2 separate regions of the Rattus norvegicus genome follow, and region 1 is linked to region 2. The links are chromatin contacts, called in public Hi-C maps. All regions are on one chromosome and are shown on one strand. The core of a region is the stretch at or near the end of the contact, and the rest is flanking DNA. Distances in the headings are between cores, read along the strand shown. Region 1 holds the start of Flrt2 (fibronectin leucine rich transmembrane protein 2). Region 2 has its middle 1.1 Mb from the start of Flrt2.

Region 1 (4,168 bases), core at 160-2,659, 1.1 Mb after region 2:
CTATTTAAAGGACGGTGGGAATGCATTCGTCCTAAAGTGTGATCTTTGCTGATTCAAGAACTAACGGATCTATTCCTGTACTCTGCTGCCGCCTTGGCAAATCAGAAGGATTTACAACGGAATTCTTCAAGCTGGAGTCTGAAGCCGCTCCGGAGGCCTCTCAGACTTGCTGGGCTCAGATGGGCGTTTGAAGTGGCTGTGATTCCCATCAGGATGGGTATGTTGGGTCCGGAGGAGGGCATCGATTCATGGCGCTTTGCTCTCTCTTTAAAAGTAATCCCTGTCAGCAATGCCTACCTGTAACTCTCAGAGCTCTCCAACCGTTTCCAACTTCTTTAGTGCTGAAGAGAGCCCGAGAGAAGCGGTTGTGGGTTTTCGCTCAGATCACAGTCTTGGCTCATTTGACAGAGAAAGCTGCAGCAGAGCAGAACTGTGTTCTTAGGCTTGTGTTTCTTTTCGGGGGTCAATGAGGTGGTTCTCTGCTTATTCAGTTAACTTTCTGGAAGTTCTGAATGTCTGGGCAAAGCTGTCCACTAAACCCAAGCACGAGTTTATTATATAATTAACCTGTTTCAAGGGAGCTGAGGAAACACTGTTGGTTAAATCGCCCTAAAAACTGTCCTGCTGTCTTAAGCCCCGCCCCCTTTATTTTCCCCCTGTTTTTAATTTTTCGCATTTTTAATTCTTGTTTTTTCCTCCTCCTATTTATTCCATACAAGCCACTGTCTTTATGCTCATCTCCCCAGCCACGAATCAACTTCGTTCCTTTTTCTTTTCCACCGGGTCTTCAGGTGGTCTTTCTGACTTGACTGATGTCATTTAGTTGACAAGGGCTTCTGATGGGTAGGTGGGAGGCAGCTGTCCCTGCAGTTCATTTAAATTTGCCAGGAGTGGGTGGGTACCCTTCTCCATTCCTCTCCCACTGCACTCGAAATTCTGTTAAGAGTTAGAGCTAGAGCAGAGATTTGTAAGTCTTCAAAGCGCAGCTGGGAAAGGAAATTATCTGAGAGGCGGGGGACACAGAAGTAAAGGGGTAAAACCCAGCTTTGCTGGCAACTCCAATAAATCCGGTAAGTGGAGGTAAAAAAGAAAATAGGTTGTGAGGGCTGGGTCTGGTCCGGATGAAACGCTAGGTTCCTTCCCATCCCTGAGTCTGGCTCGGAAAGCGCGCCACTGGCATCTTGCCACCCCAAGTGCCCCTAGACAGCCACACGCCCACTGGAACTGCACGTGAACAAAGCTTTCCGTCCCGAGAGCCATCGACTGCGGCTTCTCAGCGCAATCTAGATTCTCTCCGGAGTGTAGGGTGAACACAGGGTTAAGCTAGTTCCCTCCTTGATGGGAGGGAAAGGAGTAGGAGGTGAAGGAAGCTTTCGGTCTTGCCCGGTACCTTGGCAGTTAGTTGTACATTTGAAAGCAGTCGCCATCACTTGTGAGTTTGGCGTCATCCATTGTCACCACCAAGGAATGTGCGCTGGGAGATAACACCGAGTGCAGGGCTTCTCAAACACGCGGAGCTCCTCTGCTTCCAGGTGCGCTCCTAGCTGGTCCTTGGCGCCGAATTTCCGGCACCCGGAGGCAGCACCGCAGAACCGGTCACCGAGTCCTCCGAGCCTCAGGATCAAGCTGGTAGTTCTCAACGATGGGCAGGAGGGACCTCAGCGGCGACCCCTAAAACAATACCATGCCCGGAGAGTCCCTCTGCTGCCGCACCAGCTTCTTCCCTTTCCACCTCCCCGACCCGGTCGGCTTCGGATGAGCTAAGGAGACAAGGCTACCAGGTAAAGGGATGGCAAAGCCAGGTGAAGTGTCTAGTGACTGCCCTAGCAGTCACCACGTTATTTGGATCCCCCGCCCCCCATTTTGAGCAAGTGGTGGGTGGTCACCGGGTGGGCGTTCTAGGTTTGGTCTCTTTAGCTGCAAAGAAAATGTTTTTCTCTACCCTGATTTTGGGGTTGGGGGTGGGGGGCTTTTATATTCAAGTCTATTCCAAATCCTCTTGGGAGTTTTGGAACTGAGTTGAGGGGAAAATCGCTCATTTGCTACCTGCCAAAAACATCGATCCTAAATGGAGTTTTCCAAATCCCCTACGCTTAGAACAGCCTTTCATTTCCTTAGAATGCTTCTCTTAAGTCCGGTAAGTAGCAACCTCCCAAACCCATCTGTGCTGAATGCAAGAAGTGATGTGTCAAGCCTCAGTATCTCAAGCCCCTACCCTGCCCCGTGCCCCGAAATCCAGGATCAATTAGTCACTAAGCTAAGGATACTAGTTCGTTTTCTTTCCAATCGCGCGTGCTTTTTTCAAGCCAAAGACCTTTCCTGCCCTGCTGTTGCCCCTGGGACTGGCAGTTCCTGAGCTGGTGTAATCGTGCTTTCCTGACTCACCAGCCAGGGATGAAGAAGTCCCCAGGACCCGGGGAAGCCACTTTCCCCGCGCCGGGTTTCTGGGATAGGAGGATGGGTCCTTCTACGCCTCAGGCGCTGAATGCAGATACCCAGGGTAGTAAGGGGAAAGGACCTACCCTGCTGCCTTAGAGTCTCCAGCAGACTCTGGGCCTCCTGGAAAGAGTCTCCCTCTGAGCTAAACAGTCCAGGGCTCTTCCCGGAGTTTTCAGAGCTGCTGCGGTCACTTTTTTTTTTTTTTTTTTTTCATCTCCAGGATCAAGAAGCCCAGCTAGCTAAGTCTGTCTTGGAAGGGCTGGTCCCACACTTGCTATTTGGATAAATCATGTGGCCTGCCAGGCTGCGTGAGAGAGTCGGGGCAGTAGCTCCTGAAGGCTACCGCCACCGCCACTCTTATCTTGGCACTTACTTCAGACGCTCCCAAGATGACTCTCACTATCTGTTCTCAGATTAGAGTCTACGTTGGAGTCTCTTTCTCTCCGGGCTATTTGTCAGTTACACTTTGAGTTTGGAGAGAAGACAGACAAGGATGTGCCTATGTGTTTTCTAGCCTCCTTTGTATATATAAAGCACGGGGAGGGTGGCAAGCTCTCTTGAACCCCAGCGGTGTGTGCCAATGTGAGTGAATGCAGGAGTCGCGGCGGGTTTGGGTGGATCCCTGTGTGGCTTGGGAGACATCGGGCATTTCTCCAAGTAGCCTCACCAGGGTTTAAGAGCTCAGATACATGAAGGTAGCAGACACAACAGCCAGCCCTGCAAGGAAATAAAAACAATTGGGGAAGTGCTGCCAAGTGACTCAGACTTTGAACTGAGGACAAGGAGTGCGGTCGCGCCGGGGGTTCGTCCGGAAATCACCTCCAGCGCGTTACAGCCAACGCCCCTGCCAAAGTCCTCAGCCGGGCGAGCTGAGAAGATCCCTTGGGAGTTGATCCAGGCCCGCTTTCAAGTTGCAAATCGCTTTTCCGGGGGCCCATACCCACTGTGTGCCTCCATGAAGACTAAAGCTCTGTGACGGCTTGTTTTCGCTTTTCTGTTAGTATTCCGCTGGTCTCCAGACTAGTTAAAACAGGACCACAACTTGCTGGAGACACAGGGACAGCAATGAATGGAGGAGCAAACCAGGCCACTATTCCTTTGCCAAAACGGGGGGTGGGGTGGGGATCCAATAAAGAATCATGTTGCCGATTTCTTAGATTACCCTTTAACCTTTGCAAAGAGAATCCCAAGTGAGAAAGCTGTATCGATTGGACATCTTAACTATACAGCCGCTTCTCGTAGTCTTTGAAGCAGACGCTGTCAGTTGTCTGTTGTAATTTATGGAGACAACTCATCTACTGAACATAATTCTTTCCAGGAGCAGCCAGGGTGACAGGGGAAAGTGGATGTGTCTAAATATAATGCCAAACTCTAATTTCTCCAATTAAAGTTTATGGAAGAAAAGCTTGGTAGGCGGACTTTGAGGGGCTCGGGGTGCAGCACATCACCAATGTTGCCTGTGAGTGAAATAACGCCATTTTGGTTTGAGAGACTTGCTATATTTTTACCCTCTAATGTTACGTTTCCATCATTTCTGAGTGTAAGTAACAGCTCCTCTGGCGTAGGCACACATCCGGAGGACTACAGGGAAAGGGTCTTTCCAGTTTCAGAGGAGTTGCGTGTGGGGACGGAGGACCTCTGAGGAAGCTTAGAGAGAGGGAGAGGAGAGGTGCTGGGTCAAGTTGGTATCCCTGGGTAAGCGGGATGCACTTAACTCTCTCCAGGGAGG
Region 2 (4,735 bases), core at 1,019-3,518:
AGGGTGCAAAATGTGTGTGATGCCCAGTGTTCTGCCTTTGCCCTGTGATTGTGTATCAAAATGTAAGGTCTAGTTGTTCCTTCATTTTGCCATTTTGGACTCTAGCTCTCTGAAAGCATAAGCCAAATTAAACTTTCTATTTTATTAAAAATGTGAACAAGGGGTTGGGGATTTAGCTCAGTGGTAGAGCGCTTGCCTAGCAAACGCAAGGCTCTGGGTTCGGTCCCCAGCTCCGAAAAAAAGAAAAAGAAAAAAAAATGTGAACAAACTATAGTGTTTTCTGTATAGTATTGTAGTCTTTCTTTCTGTGATGAATAGTGCACTATGAGATATACATCTGATAACAAAAGGCAGGCATACATAGGTAAACATTTTCAGTGAAAAATATTAAAACCTTGCTGTATTCAATTACAGACTTTTAAATTCAGACTATAAGCAGCATTTGTATATTTACCTTCAACTAAAATTCAGATTTACAAAAGTAAAAATAAACTGTATCATACAGAGCAAAGTATATACCTCTTTTGGTTTTCTTGGAAAAGTTAAAGTATCAAGCTTATAAAAGACTTGATTGGGAGGCCATTTTGAAGTGTATTTTATGGTTATTTTTTAGATCATATTTAAATTAATTCAACACTAACACAATGAGGCTTAAAATTGAGCTGTGTAAAGGTGTCTCTTTTATCACAGGTTGCTTGTCAACAGAAGACTCTAAATTGTGATCACTGATAAAAGTACTAGATTAAAAGAAATGTGAGCACGCTCAAACATCAGTTAGCATAAATGCTATTCAAAAGCCAACACTAGTAGGAAGAAAAAGATAGCGTGTTCGATAGAGTCCAGGAAAAGAATTCAGGAAATGTAAAAATGCAACCATGGAAGACGCTTGCAACATGTATGAGAAACATGGCGTTGTGACCAGCAATATAAAAATTTTAGGCGAGGGACAAGATGCTTTCTTGGGGGTCGAATTAATCTAACTCCAACAAAAGTACTAAGATGTCAGTAACTAGATAGCTTATTAAAGAGCATAAGTTTATTTGAATTATATTTTATGAGGCTGAATTCCTACACAGAATGTTCCCAGATCTGGTGAGATTCAGAATTGCTTGGTTCTCTCCATGTCATATTGCCCTGTGCTGAGGGATGAGAAGAAACCATGCAAGAGGCTGGAAACACTTCAGTGGACACGAAACCAAAGACATATTGAGAGGCCAGGCTCCCATCATGGCATAACTCTATACTACACATACAAAGGTTTTATGATAACAAAATAAGTAAACATCAATGAAATCAGAGGGTCTCATCAGAGTATGATTCATGAGTATCCTGCTGTCCAGACCCTCAATAAGTTAAAACATTTGCCCAAGTTCTTACCTCTCAAAATAATACCATTCTCCTCTGTGCTCTTTTCAGGAGCAGGTGTACAACGCATGAATTCAATGGAGCCCACTACAGTCAAAGCTCGTCAAGGTCCTAATGTTATGTGTCCGTGTGTGGGGTGCTGATCATACTAAAAATGGGGGGACTTTCTTACTTCAGAGTAGAAAGAGTGAAAACCTGACAAAATGAACTTTTACAGGAATTCAGCTTAATGCTGTCCTGGTATAATCCTCGGAGTATTTAAATGAAAGATGGACGAAACCACTCATTAAAAACTATTACTTTCCGTTGAGGTTCTAAAAACCACATGCAAGTTTACCTCATTTTAGAATTTAGAATCAGCCTCCTCAGTTAGCATTGAAATCTGTCAGGTTTTGTTCTGCTGTAAATTTCTGTAATAAATGCAATTTCACAATTATTTCTTGGAATTATTTAGTAGAAATACTAAGTTCCTTAACCTTTAAGAAGGCAAATTCCACAACTGTGAACCCAGACCTCAAATATTCTGCATGATAATCCACGTGTGTGTTGGTGTGTACATTCTCATTTCAGGCTCATGAGTTCTGACACATGCATTCCTTCTAAGCAAGTATTGAGCGCATATATTCAAACTCAATGGGTGACTCATACATAGCATTACCTTCTATCTGACACAACAACTAATCCTGAAGTGATGCGATAGGAGCATGTCTCCCAATAGTTCACAGGTCACAGGCCTGGTTTCCATTCTTTGGCACTGTCACAAGGTGCTGACACTTATAAAAAGTGGAGCTAAGTAGGAGGCTTAATGGTCATTATGGATGTGTCTATGAAGGTGGTCCTGGGACACTGACTTCTTCCTGTTTTTCACTGTTGACCAGCTGCTCTGAGTTGAAACACTCCTTCACATTCCTTAGATATGAGTAGTACATCACACATGCCTAAAATTAGAGAGCTGACTGAAGACGGGCTCCAAAGCTGGGATTCAAAAATGAAACTTTCTTCCTGATAAGTTAGTCGATTTAGTAATACTTTTTATAGTTTCAGAAAACTGAGTAAGACAATATGAGAAGATGTCAATATGTAAAGTGAATTGCTTCTGGCATATGGGCACAGGGCAAGAACGCCTATGCTAGGATGATCACACTTAGGAAACTCAGTTCTTGATCCTTGCTGGCGTCCTGTAGGATGCATTAACTATTCTGATAACTCTACAAACAATACAACTAGAATTAGCAATGGGAAAAACACAGCCATAAGCATAAGTGATAATCTCCCTTTCCCTTCCAGTATTTTGTTGAACATTAGCTTGGTGATACTTTCCCACCAATCTTTGGCTGGGGCACATACCAATTCAAGTATAGCTAATGGGAAATCTGTGTCTTTTAGTTCATGCATGAATTCCCGGATCGCTACTTGCAAATAGTTTGTTCATATGGCTTTGGGGACACAGGCTAAGTAGATGGAAAATATTAGCTCAATTTCATCCAACGTCAATAGTTTTTACAAGTGTTTGGAAATAGCTGTACATCATGAACTGCTCTGCCTTGTATGTGTGTGTATAGCATAGAAATTAGGAGCTGACGAGATGTCTCAGTAGGTAACATATTGGTCATGTATGCATGTCCCAAGCTGAGCACCCAGGCACACATCTGTAACTGCAGCAGTGTATTGTAGAACTCATGGATGCCATATCTTAGCCAAATCGATATGCTCCAGGTTAAGATAGAGACACTGTCTTTTAAAGTAAGATAAAGTCAGTGAAGGTGTATATTTGATGCCAAATTCTGCGTTAGCGTGTCATGCACATGGGAACACAGCCACATCAATACACACACACACACACACACACACACACACACACACACACACAAATATGCAAGTATACACAATTTAAAAAAAACATTAACTTGAGATCATTAATGCTTAAACATCTAACATTTTCTTCATTGTCCTAAGTTTCTAGGGAAATCATGAGCTATTCTTAAAGTCAGGAACCTATCTTCTCAGTTTAGGTCTTCAGGCAGAGTAATGAACAATGGGGCATTCCGCCTGATGTTCTGCCAACTGGAGTAATATTTATCCTCATTGTCTTGCAGAAGCAATTTTAAGGAGCAAGGAAATTCTTCAGGAGCCACCTGAAGTAAGTGCTCAGATATCCCATAATACAAGTCCTGTAGCAGACACACTTGGCTCATTCCTTGCCAGTTGTTAGAGGAAGTCCCTGCTGGTGTAGGTGGGTGCTAGGAGGCAGCAGCAGGGTAGTTGGCTTGGAAACATACCAGATGCAAGACAACTTCTCTTGACCTCTGCTTCTCAGGCTTCTCAAGGACTGCTACAGGAAAAGGCCTAGGCAGGATTTCACTACCAAAGGCACAGACAGTGTTTTTATTGCCCAGCTCTCAGGAATGCTTTATTCATTTGATTCTCTTTTTGCCTTTGTGATTACCTGTGGAAAATATCACATTATTCTCTTATTGTTTTTAACCATAAAAATTAGCAGAGGTGTGGAATTTAAATATATTTTCATAATCATTTTTAAATTCAACCATGTAAGCACCCTATCAAGAAAAACATTCAATTATACATAAAGGATGAAAGCCAGTGGGCTATCTGGGGGTGATATTAAGGGACTGATGACATAGTCCATTGTGTAAGAGTGCATCCTGTACTAACAGTACATGATCCCAGCACATGTATACAAATTCCAGGCATGGCTCGATGTGGCTGTAACCCAGGTGCTATGAGAAAATGGATACTGATAATTTCATGAGGTTTGCTGATCATCAGACCCACTGCAAGCCCATGAGAGAATGCATCTCAAAGGAATAATGGGGAGAGTAATTGAGGATGATATTCAATGCCCTCCTCTGGCTTCCACAAATACATGTGCTTACTTAAAAGTATGTGTGTACCACACACAACCACACACATACATGCATACCATATATGTGTCAGAAATTTAGAAATAAATCTTCATTGCACAGTATAACAAAATTTATATGGTAACTCATACATTATTATAAATATAGACATTTACATTCCACAGTTAAAAGTAATGACAGTAAACAGTCAATTACCTTGTATTATGTCATTTATTTGTTTGTTTGTTTTTTTTTAATTCAGCAACCATGCCTCTTTAGTATAATCCATCACACAGGGTTATGATTTGGAAATGTAGCATTCTCTCTTCTCAGCATGGATTAGCTGTTTTCACAACTAACTGAAGACAAGGTTGTCCACATCATCAGAACTACTGTTCACTCCTTCTAGTCAGTTCACTTTGACTCATCCAAAACATGTGCTCTTCTCAGGGACAACAAATTGTTCTGCCATTCAGTGAAGTAGTTTTTATTGTTTCCAACCAAAAATA

The links. Hi-C and Micro-C count contacts between places; a contact is called where the count stands out from the background.
Region 1: a Hi-C map of the A7r5 cell line shows a contact between it and region 2, with 2.9 times the contacts expected there. The contact joins the promoter of Flrt2 here to the enhancer-like site in region 2. A contact is called at or near these places in 3 of 12 Hi-C or Micro-C datasets (the A7r5 cell line, kidney and psoas muscle).

What each region holds. Positions count from the first base shown.
Region 1 is chr6:120,507,914-120,512,081 of GRCr8, forward strand. It overlaps Flrt2 (fibronectin leucine rich transmembrane protein 2), which reads left to right and starts at 1,410. Exons shown (of 2, transcript NM_001106750.1): 1 at 1,410-1,781. It overlaps LOC108351288 (a long non-coding RNA gene), which reads right to left and starts at 58. Exons shown (of 3, transcript XR_001838530.3): 1 at 1-58.
Region 2 is chr6:119,387,208-119,391,942 of GRCr8, forward strand. No RefSeq gene overlaps it. Among named protein-coding and RNA genes, the nearest start is that of Flrt2, 1.1 Mb to the right of the region's middle. Within about 2 kb of position 2,269, at least 5 of the 93 cell types and tissues checked have an H3K27ac peak or open chromatin away from gene starts, as enhancers often do. A contact at or near this core is called in the A7r5 cell line, where this site is marked.